Linked DNA regions of Mus musculus: region 1 is linked to region 2. The links are chromatin contacts, called in public promoter capture Hi-C maps. All regions are on one chromosome and are shown on one strand. The core of a region is the stretch at or near the end of the contact, and the rest is flanking DNA. Distances in the headings are between cores, read along the strand shown. Region 1 holds the start of Nap1l5 (nucleosome assembly protein 1-like 5). Region 2 holds the start of Herc3 (hect domain and RLD 3).

Evidence for each region. Capture Hi-C pulls out chosen DNA fragments and counts their contacts.
Region 1: a promoter capture Hi-C map of pancreatic islet shows a contact between it and region 2. The contact joins the promoter of Nap1l5 here to the promoter of Herc3 in region 2. A contact is called at or near these places in 1 of 39 promoter capture datasets (macrophages), 1 of 15 datasets of contacts at CTCF or cohesin (CD8 T cells), 11 of 484 Hi-C or Micro-C datasets (centroblasts, centrocytes, cerebral cortex and 7 more), 3 of 115 datasets of contacts at active chromatin or transcription factors (CD8 T cells, embryonic stem cells and pancreatic cancer cells) and 3 of 9 other capture datasets (adipose tissue, liver and pancreatic islet).

What each region holds. Positions count from the first base shown.
Region 1 is chr6:58,905,358-58,910,355 of GRCm38.p6, forward strand. Nap1l5 (nucleosome assembly protein 1-like 5) reads right to left here and starts at 1,769. Exons shown (of 1, transcript NM_021432.2): 1 at 1-1,769. The coding sequence starts at 1,610. The coding sequence ends at 1,140. All of the region lies in intron 23 of Herc3 (hect domain and RLD 3), which reads left to right.
Region 2 is chr6:58,829,134-58,834,542 of GRCm38.p6, forward strand. Herc3 (hect domain and RLD 3) reads left to right here and starts at 2,332. Exons shown (of 26, transcript NM_001361966.1): 1 at 2,332-2,799; 2 at 3,269-3,403.

The DNA.
Region 1 (4,998 bases), core at 519-3,018, 76 kb after region 2:
AGCTAGAGGCCTTTACATTAAATGTCTTTTCCCTTCCTTTATGCCCGTCTGTCCTCAAGCAATAAAATTTAATTTTGCACCATTTATTAAGTCACATTTACATAGCAAAATAATGAAGGCACAGCTAATACAAGCAAACTTAAACCCTTTCTATTTCTGAGCTGGGGTTGGGGGTACACACTTGGGTTTGTTCTTCAAGTATATACTTTTTCCAAACATTAGCTTCATTGAGGAGTTCTGATGGTTTTCACAGCTACTTGCTAAAAGCTACAAGACAAAAAGACTTCACAAAGGTCAAACTAGGCAACACTGGATACACATGCTTTACAGAATTGCTACATTCTACATCTCTTCAAGTAAATTATATTTCTAAAATGCTATAAGGTAATTTAACACTTTAAAACATTTGGGGTAATTTTTTACGATTTTGTAAACAAACACTACCAAGAAAACAGGTAACACGGGACCATAACAGATGAACACGTGTTGACAATATTATACATGGAATACACCCTCATTTTTGAAACCATGTTCTTTCTGTAAATGCAAATATTTAAAACATTTTTTCACAACTTGAAATGGCAGTTTTCCTAGCCACATAATCAGTAAATGCTGTCAGTCCAGGCTTGCTCCATGCCAAGGCTCCTCTGGAGTGTAAAGCTGATGTCTGGGTTTGCAAAAGCAAAAGTCTTAAAGATGACGTCGTTCCTGGGTTCCTTTTCCTCTGCGCTGGAAAATGTAAAGAAACTGAAGAATTAAGCATTGAGAAGAGTTCTGTCTTAGCTTGGATGTTCTGGTGTAGTGTGATGAATGGATTTCAACGTGTGACGCACTTTTAATTCCCATCTAACTGACAACCTTTCAACAGTCTCAAGTCCAGTTCTCACAGAAGAGCAGGGAGAAAAAAAAAAGTTTAATTAGGCTTTTTTTTTTTTCTAAAAAACGTCTTTTAGCATCTGTTTTACACAAATAAAAGTCAGATTAGAAACGGGCTAGCCAGAATCTACTTGATTCAATTTAATTTTAGGAATGTCAGAATAGATTCACATTTTATTTTGGGCAAATCCTGAGCCTTTTAAAGTCTGCCGACATTGGAAATAAAAGGGGCAGGGGATTTATCACCTGTCAGCTTGCTGTGCTCACTTCTTGGCGAAGTTGGGACCCCCAGTTGCGCCAGCTGCAGCCTCTTCTTCCTCCTCCTCCTCCTCGTCGTCCTCTTCCTCGTCATCTTCATCATCCTCTCCCTCCAGGGTCCACGCGCAGCCCTCCATCTCTCCGGTGAGCTCCTGGATCTTGGCGAGCAGGGGCTTGTAGATATCGTTGTACTTCTTCTCCAGAGCCTGGAATTCCTTGTCAAACTTGGCCTCGATCTTATCGCAGCGCTTCTGCAGCTTTTTGAGCGCCAGAACCCGGCATTTCACGGAATTGGGCAAGCTCTCCATAAAGTCTTTTTTGGGCTTGGGCGCGTTCTCCGCGGGGGCCTGGGGCTCCTCGGCCGCGGGAGCAGCGGCACTGTCACCGGTCGCGGCATCTTCGCCACCCTGGGCGCCTTCCATTACCTCGTCCTCGGCGCGGCTCTCAGCGGGTCCCTGCTTCTCGGGGTCGGCCATGGCTACTGCTCGGCTCAGCTGGGCTTGTTTGCCGCAGTGGTCTGGTGGTTGCGCAGTCTGCAATAGAGCTGGTCCAGAGAGGTCCTGCAGCTGTGATTGCGGCTGGTCCAGAGTGCGTCTGAAGATGCGGCAAACGCTGACGGCTGTGGTGACGTCCGCGCGGCCGCTTCGCGGCTCGCGGCAAGTGAATGGCTGCTCACTATCAGCTGATGGTTGTGCGCACACACTGCACCAAATTGTTGCTATGCTGCTATCTCCGAGGTCTCTAAAACCTGCCACTTAGACACCCAGCCCTCAGCATCCGCCCCCACCCCTGCAGAACTGGCTGGAACCAGCTCGAGGCTGAGACTGTATTTTTCCATACCTGTTTATACACCCCCCCCCCCCAATCTGTTTACTGTGTGCTCCCCCTCCCATCTTAGTTCTCCAAATCCGCAATGCACCTGACAATCTTTGTTGAAAGTGCGCCATAGCTAATGTTGGTAAGCCTTGGTTATGGGTACATTTCCAAGCCTGACTGCGTCTTAAATTCACTTTCAGAGAACAGAAATGCAGGAGAACCATTTTCCTTCACCTTTGCAGACCCACAGTGCGTGCCTGTATCTGCGCAGACCATCTTTGGCTCTTAGAGCACAGTTAGACATCTCTGTTAAACCTATATCCTCGTGGCAAATTGTTCCGGGAGGGACCTTGGCATTGATTCTGTAAGTGTTTGTGTGGCAAATTTCTGCGCTGTGAGCATTCTAGTAGGTTTCACACAATTGCCTCTGAAAAGAAATAAAGTGAGGGTGAACAGAAGAAATGCAAAGCCCTAGAAGTGTCCAACCGTGTGACATTGTGAAAAGATGCTGTCATGTATAGATGTGTAGGGCCCAATTCAGTTTTTGGGTGGAGGCACACTGCTTCCAGTTAGCAGATTAAACATGCCCATAAAGGCTGGGGAAAAGAGGTCATTTTAATACATCTTGAAATGCGTGTTTGATCCTACACTTCCTTAGGGACCCACAGATGCTTCTACAGTCATTTGTCACCAAACACTTCACAGTTAACCATCTGTTGTTTGAATCTGCTTGTAATTTGTATGTGAGAGCTTTGGAAAAGACCATAAACATCAAAGTCTTGTTTTCTAATAATGAAGTGATCTTTTATTTTTTTCCCCATATAAGCCAGAATTAGAGAGTTATTTGTTTTGTTTATCTATCTATTTATTTATTTATTTAGCTGGTCCAGTCTAGCTTTAAACTATGTGAACTCCAGGTCCTTCCTGCCTCCTTAGAGCTTCTAGAATAAAGAGCAGGGCACAACTTTTAAGTGGTTCCTAGAGGATACATTCATTACCTATTTAGATCTGTCTTTCTCTGTGGTGGGTCTTGCCAGAGTTTTATGCATATGAATTTCATAAGAAATTTCTCTCTTTTACTTCTTACGTGTATTAACTTAATTGTATGTAAACCATTTAGTGCTGACATGGAGTAAGCACTGAATATTTTTAAAGTAAAATTACTGTATTAAAAACAAATACTTTTGTCCCTCTGATGAAAGAAAGTGAAATATACAAAATACCTTTTTAACGTACTTCTGAGTCCTTTAGTTTGTTTTACTCCCCCCTCCTGCCTTGTTCTTTTTTTCATTACATTTTTGTCTTTATTTATCGATGGAGTGGTTGCACATTCAGCAGTATGAGTATCTGTTGGTTCTATCATTCCGACTACGTGCTTCTGGGAATCTCACTTAGGTCTTCAGGCTTAGGAGCAAATGGTTTATTTGCTGAGCTACTTTGCTGAACCTTTTAGGACTTTTACTTTTTTACTCACAAGATCCTAAAACTTAGACTAGGCTGTTAGTAAAGCCTAGCATTTGGGAAGTATTTCTATAAACAAATGGGTCAGTGTAAGCTCTGTGGTAATCAAGATATTGAATAGTAACTTTACTCCCCTAAAATACCCATGGGGCCTTTCCCCTACAATGCATATGATACATTGATCTATACACTGTCTTAATAATTCTATTCTCTTGTTTTGTCTCTCGAGACAGAGTTCTCTCATGCCTTTACTTTCATGAATTTGGAATTGTGAACCAAACAAGCCCTTTGACCCTTAAGTTGCTTTCATCAGGAAATTTTATCACAGCAATAGGAAAGGAAAGTAATTACAGGCAAAGGTTGGTTCTATATCGGGGCTTTTTTTTTTTTTTTTTTTTTTTTTTTTTTGGTTAGGAACACAATAAATATGGCAGCACAGGCATTTCTTGGACAATTTCATTTCCGCTGGATTTATTTCTCTGTAAGTCTGTTATTGGTAGATAGAAAAGCTGCTGACTTTTGTACATTGATTTGCTATATTGTTGCTCTGATGAAAGTATTTATCAGATATCAGCCTTATTGTGAAGTCTATGATATATTAAGGATAGGATCTTATTATCTGAAAATAGGGATGCTTTGTGTCTGTCCCTTTCTATTTATAGTCCTTTCATTCCTCTCCTTGCCTTGTGCTCTGGCTGTAATTTCAGACTATACTGAATAAAAACTGGGAGCACGGACACCCCTTTTCCATGCCCGATTATTGGATAAATGCTTTCAATTTCCCCCCTTCCTCACACACTGGGTTCTCTTCTGTTGTTTTTCATTTTCACATCATTGATCGAGTAAAGCCTCAATCTTTACCATTTCTCTCTTTCTGTGCTACTTTTGGACTCGTCTTGTTCTTGTTTCTCTGCAGTGTTAGGTCATTTATTTGAGATCTCTTAAGCTTAATGCAGGCACTCGTGGCTCTAAAGTTCCTACTTAGAGCTAGTATTGCTGTATCTCTAAGGTTGTGGTAAGTTATATTTTAACTTTCATTTGAACTTAAGAATTTATTAATTTTCTTGCTGATTTATTTTATAGCCCCATTCTTCAGTCTCCATGAACTGGCTTAATTTCTGTAGTTTTTCTTACTGTTCATTCCTGAGTTTCTTCTATTTTCTGATGAGATACAAGAAAAATTTCAAGTTTCTTCTGTACTTATTGACTTGCTTTAGGACCTAAAATGTATTCAATTTTAGAAAAAGTTCTGTGAGTTGCTAAGAAGAATGCATATTCCACAGCTGTTGGATGCACTATCTGTGGATGCCAATGTTAAATCCATTTGTTCAGTGGTCCAGTTTAACTCTGGTGTTTCTCTGCTGATGTTTTTGGTTCTCTTTCTCTCCCTCAACCTCTTTCTCTCAAATCTTTCTCCCTCTCCCTCCCTTTTCTCCCTCTCTCCCTTGTTCTCTCTCTCTCCTTCCCTCTTTTCCTCCCCCTCCTTTTCTCTCTCCTTCCCTCTCTCTGTTCCTTTCCTTCACCTCCTTTTTCTCCCTTCTGCCTTTCCTTTCCTCACTTTTCCTCTGCTCTTTTCACTAGAATCAA
Region 2 (5,409 bases), core at 1,082-3,581:
CAGAGAAGAAAGACTTGATATCCACTTATTGACATTCCTGAACGAGTTTATATTAAATTAGTGAGTCTCGGGTTGGATTGTGGTAGAATGTTTAATTTAAGAAATTGAATTTCTGACTTGAGTTTCAGTTAAAAAAAAAATCATCCAATAAATTTTGATCTGAGCTCAGAACAATTTCTCATCATTTAAAAAATGACCTTAAACATACTTCAGTCATTATATATCATTCATATATATATGTGTGTGTGTATATATATATATGTATATATATATATAATATATATATATATATATATATATATATATATGCACAAAATGGCTGAAGTACAAAGTCAAATGGCTTTCTCAGCATTGATGCTTATAGAATCAAAGTGTCTAATTCTGAAAAACATTGATGTTGTTATCTGTCCTGGAGTGACAGGTATTTGAACAAGATTTAATTCCTCATGTAAAATAAATGAGCAATCAATCTAACTAGTATGTTAATTTTCTGTCCTCTTTAATAAATGGTGAAACTGTATGATAACAAAGAATCATTTTAAAGTTAAAATTGCTTATGATTTCAATGCCTATTTTATATGTTTATATGTAAAAATTTGGGAGGCAAAGAGAGACTACAAGTGGAGAAAGTTTACGAAACCTTGTCTTAGTTACCCCAAAACAGAGATTCTACTTCCTCATCTTCTTGGTTTCAGAGGTGTTTCAGTTATCACTGAAGATCCCCATGATGCCAACATCTCTGCCATATCCTCAGGATGTACATCAGGGCACTGCCATATCCTCAGGATACATCAGGGCACTGCCATATCCTCAGTATACATCAGGGCACTTCCTTATTCCTCAGGATACATTGGGGCACTGCCACATCCTCAGGATATTCATCAGGGCACTGCCATATCCTCAGAATATTCATCAGGGCACTGCCTTATTCCTCAGGATACACCAGGACAGTGCCATATCCTTATGATACATTGAGGCACTGCCATAAGCCTCAAGATACATCAGGGCACTGTCTTATTCCTTGGGATACATCAGGGCACTGCCTTACCCTGAGGACATATCAGGGCACTGTTGTATTTCTCAGGATATACCAGTCTCCTGCCCTATCCTCAGAATCTATCAGTCCTTGAGATTTCTTTTCTATTGGTTAATATGTTAGGTTTTCAAAGCCTGAAGACCTGATGAGATCTGAATTATTCTGGATATGTCAGATTATGAAATTTCTTCTACTTAGAGTCATTTTCCTTTTAAAATTTAATTAAAATAAAAATATAGCACTACCACTCCTTAAGCATCTCTCATGTGCTCCCCTTCAAATGAATGGTCTCTTTTGTTATTGTTACATATGGATAAGTCAGGATGTACTGAGGAGTCCCTTTAAGAGGTGCTTGTTTGTACATATTCTCAGGATTGTATATGCTGATATGGGCTCATGCCTTCACCTTAAACTAGTTTTTGGAGAATTTTGTACATTCTTTTGGGTTAAAGCCCCCATGTTCAGCGTTTCAAATTCAAGGCAGGCAGATACATCAGTTTACTGTTACCATATAGTTTTCTTGAAGATTATTTGAAGATGAGAGGAGCCGTAGCTGAGAGCATTTTTGGCCTTGGGAGAAGAAGAAAGCTTGAATATCCTCTTACAGGCCTGGGAAAGTGGAGCTGAAACTTCTATCCACTCTTCCCCACCCCCAGACCCCCGTCCCCCACGGGAGTTTTAGACCAAAGGTGGGGCTTTATGGTTTTAGAATTGGTGATTCTCACACTTTCTGTTTTCTTCAGTGTGCTCTCCTCTCTAGTCAAGCCTGACTCTGCACCACTGCGGGCCCGCAGTTCTTGGCCCCTGAGTGACAGGGATTTGGAACTACCCTCTGCTCTGGCAGCCACCTTACAGCTCACCATGCCAGTCCCAGTTCCCCCTCTCACCTCTGCATGAATAATAAGAACCTGAATTCAGAACCAAAAGGAACCAACCAAGCAACCAAGCAAGCAAGCAACAAACCCAATCGACCAAAACCCCCACACCATTGGGCATCGCTCCTTTGCATCCTCGCTGGCGAAAAGCAATTTTATTCCAGCAAAGGTTACTCCTGCATTCTCCCATTTTGGGTCCAGGGTCTTGCCATCTGTCTACCACACCTGGTTGTGGGTCCCTCAACCTCCAGTCACCTCCCAGCCGCCGATCCCACCGCCTCCCTGTCACCTCCCTCGCCCTAGGTCCCGCCCCCTCCAGGTTTCTTTCCCCGCCGGGAGTCCCGCTACCTCCCCGCCCCCTCCCGGTCACCTCCCCGGCCCCTCCCGCCCCGACGTCGCCCCGCCTTCTCCGCACCCGCCGCGCCCCGCCCCGCTGCCGCCGCCACCATTGGCCAGGCGGGAAGTCGGTCTCCCAGCTCATTCTGCGCCCGCGGGAGTGCGGGGGAAACTTCATTATTACTGTGACGCTGAAGGCCGGGGAGGCCCGAGCTGCCTGAGGGCTGCGACCGCGGGGTCGGCGCTGCGGACCCGGGTGCAGGTGCGGGCGGGGCGGGGATCTCAGGGCACCGAGCCCGCCGCACCCGCGGAGGAGGGGGCTGGGCTGTCCGCAGCTCCCTGTCGCCGAGGCGCCTCCCGGCTCTGCTTAGCCGCTTAGCCGCGGGCGGCGGGTGACCTCCCTGCGTGAAGAGCATCGCGGCGCCGCGGCAGGGGAATTCGCGTTGCGGCTGGCCGCGGGCTCCTCCCACCCAGCTGGCGGGCGGGGCTCGGGGACCTGGTGTCTGGTGCAGACGCCGCTGCGGCCGAGCCGACGGCTGGACCCTGGAGCAGGTGTGTGGACTGAAGGGCTGGACCTGGGGAGACTCGCTCGTGCTGCTGCCGGGAGCGTGTGCAGCTCGGGGCCCCAGGGGAGGAATGCTTGAACTTTGCTGTTCCTGGCTGTTTTCTTTTAGAGTTCACACCTGCCCCACTAGGAAGTGCCTTAAATTTTACCTAAGGCGTCGAAGGTTTTACTGGGATTTGTCTCATCCGGGGTGCTTTGGGGGAGGACGATTCAAGTGATATCTTCCATTTTTTATGTGCCTTCTGTCTCTTTCCACAAATAGGAAGCTATTTCTAGAACCTTTCATTTGATAATTTGATAAAGTGAACTGATTTTTAGCTTTAGATTGGAAAGACAGGAAAGAGAAGTAAAAAGGATTAGCATTTTAAAATGCAGCCAGAGCGATGTGGTACTTTCAGAGGCAAATGACAGTGTCTCTTCTTCTTTTTTTTATTCCTTTCCACGGATATAAATCAGAAAAACAAAATCGGTGGCTTACTCCAGTTTTGACCCCATCTGAGAAGTTAAACTGCAGGAATCAAATTAGATGCAAAACTCCTTTGTCGTGAAAAATAGAAGCATGGTTCACTGTTAGCCAGTTGGACTTGTTCAGTAAGTAGTGGGGTTTCATTGTGTTAAAAAAAGAACCAGGAGTCCAAAAATGTTCTAAACTGTGTTGTAGAAGTCATTGGGTATTGCATTTCATGTTGCGGGACAAACTTGAATCTCTTAAGATCTGTATAACCACTTAAAACCGTCTGTGTAAGTAATGAAAGGAGCGCCCCAGCTGGAGACAAACAACCTTGCACCAGTTTCAGAAATAAAAGTGATAGTTTCCTAATTGAAAGGGATTCTCTTACGAAGGTAGAAATGATGTCTGAAACTCATTCAGGACCACAGACTATATAATGGCTCATACTAACATAGCTGCTCCGTGGGTGATCTTATCACATCTTAATGCTCCCCTTTGCTTTATTTGGGTGACTGGAGGTGCCTGTCTGTGACTTCTTGTGTTGCACTTAGAGGATATGGTAACAGGGAGAAACGAAAGTAGCAGTTGCGGTCAGGTAGCTAGCTAGCTAGCTGTGAAAGATACCTAGAGAAGTGAACAGCAAAATTGAATTATTTTTTTTTTCAATAATTTCTGTTCAATCTATCTATATAAGAGATTTGAAGGTAGTGAAAATTTACTACCCCTATTAAGTGGCAAGAATTTTATAAGGTTCTCTCTATGACTTTAGTCACAGTAAAGGTGACTAACTTGATCAAGGTTGGACTGAGGTTATCTTAACCAAACCCTTATCCTGATATACACTGAAGAACGTTCCATCTTGAATGGCTAAACACATTCTTCCTTTCAGAAGTTTACTCAGGCCTTTCTTCCCCTTTTTCTTTTTGGGGTGGAGTCATGCTATATGGTATAGACTGGCCTCTAAGTTAGGATAGCCCAAGCGTATGTTGAACTCTCAGTAATCCTCCTGCTCCAGCCTTATTAGCCCTGGGATTACAGGTGTGCACAATCATTCTAGGCTTATGTATTTTTAAGCACTTAGCAGAGTCCTGTTCGGAAGTCATTTCTTTTAACATGTAGATCCCGAAGCAGAGGTGGGACAGTCCAAATGCCTTAGTGTATGGTGAGGGGTGAGTTAACGTAAGGCCTCTGAGTCTTAGTTCCCCCCACCCTTACCCTCCACCCCCGGGTCTTGTAAATGGTGATAATATCTAATGCTCAGATCTGATAAGAGGATTAAACAAAGTTAAAAGCCCAGAGGGATATAGCTGCATGGTGAGGGACAGCAACATATCTTCATGCTTTCCCTTTGCTTTGAGGCAGTGCAGAGAAAAAGGTGAGTCCAAAAAGCAGGGGACCTAATTTCTGGGCTCTGCTTCAACAGCTTCTCCTTCCTCCTATTCTTTCCCCTTCCTCCTTCATTCTAAGAACTGGATATATTATATTTATGTAGCCGAGGCCGGCCTTGAACTCCGTGTGTAACTGGTGACCACCTTGAACTGATGCTCCTGACTTCACCCTCTTAAGTGCCGTCTTTCTCTGTAGCCACTTAACCATAGTTACTTGGTCCTGAAGCACTCAGCTGCCATTTCTGATGGATTTGCAAACCTGTTTCAGTAAGATGGCCCCTTTGACAATACTGTGCTCTTAAACATGTAAAACATTCAGAAATGACACATGCTGGTTCTAAGGGTGTGAGTCTCTGTGTAGGTGAGCTGGTTTTATCATTAGTCAAGGTTGTAGAGGACAGTCTGGTTAACTCTATTGAGACTTGCTTGCTCGCCCTCTCCCTCTGGCTGCCTTAAGTTCTGGTTGTATAATTGCCAATGATTTAGCGAATATGCGCTCTCTTATTGCCTACAGCTTGTCTTTTTACACTTTCCTTTAAAAGGGTTCTATTAACATATGTTAATTACATATAGTAATAGTTTTATTATCACATTTTTATGTTTATAATGGATTTTGATCATATGCAACTTTGTCTTTAAACTCATATTTACGAAATTTAGAGAGAGTGTGGTTTTTGTGATTTGGTTTGCTTTTGTTTGAAACACGGTTCAGTGTCGTGCTTAAGAGTATGGCTTGTAGACTAGGAGAGGAAGTTTGA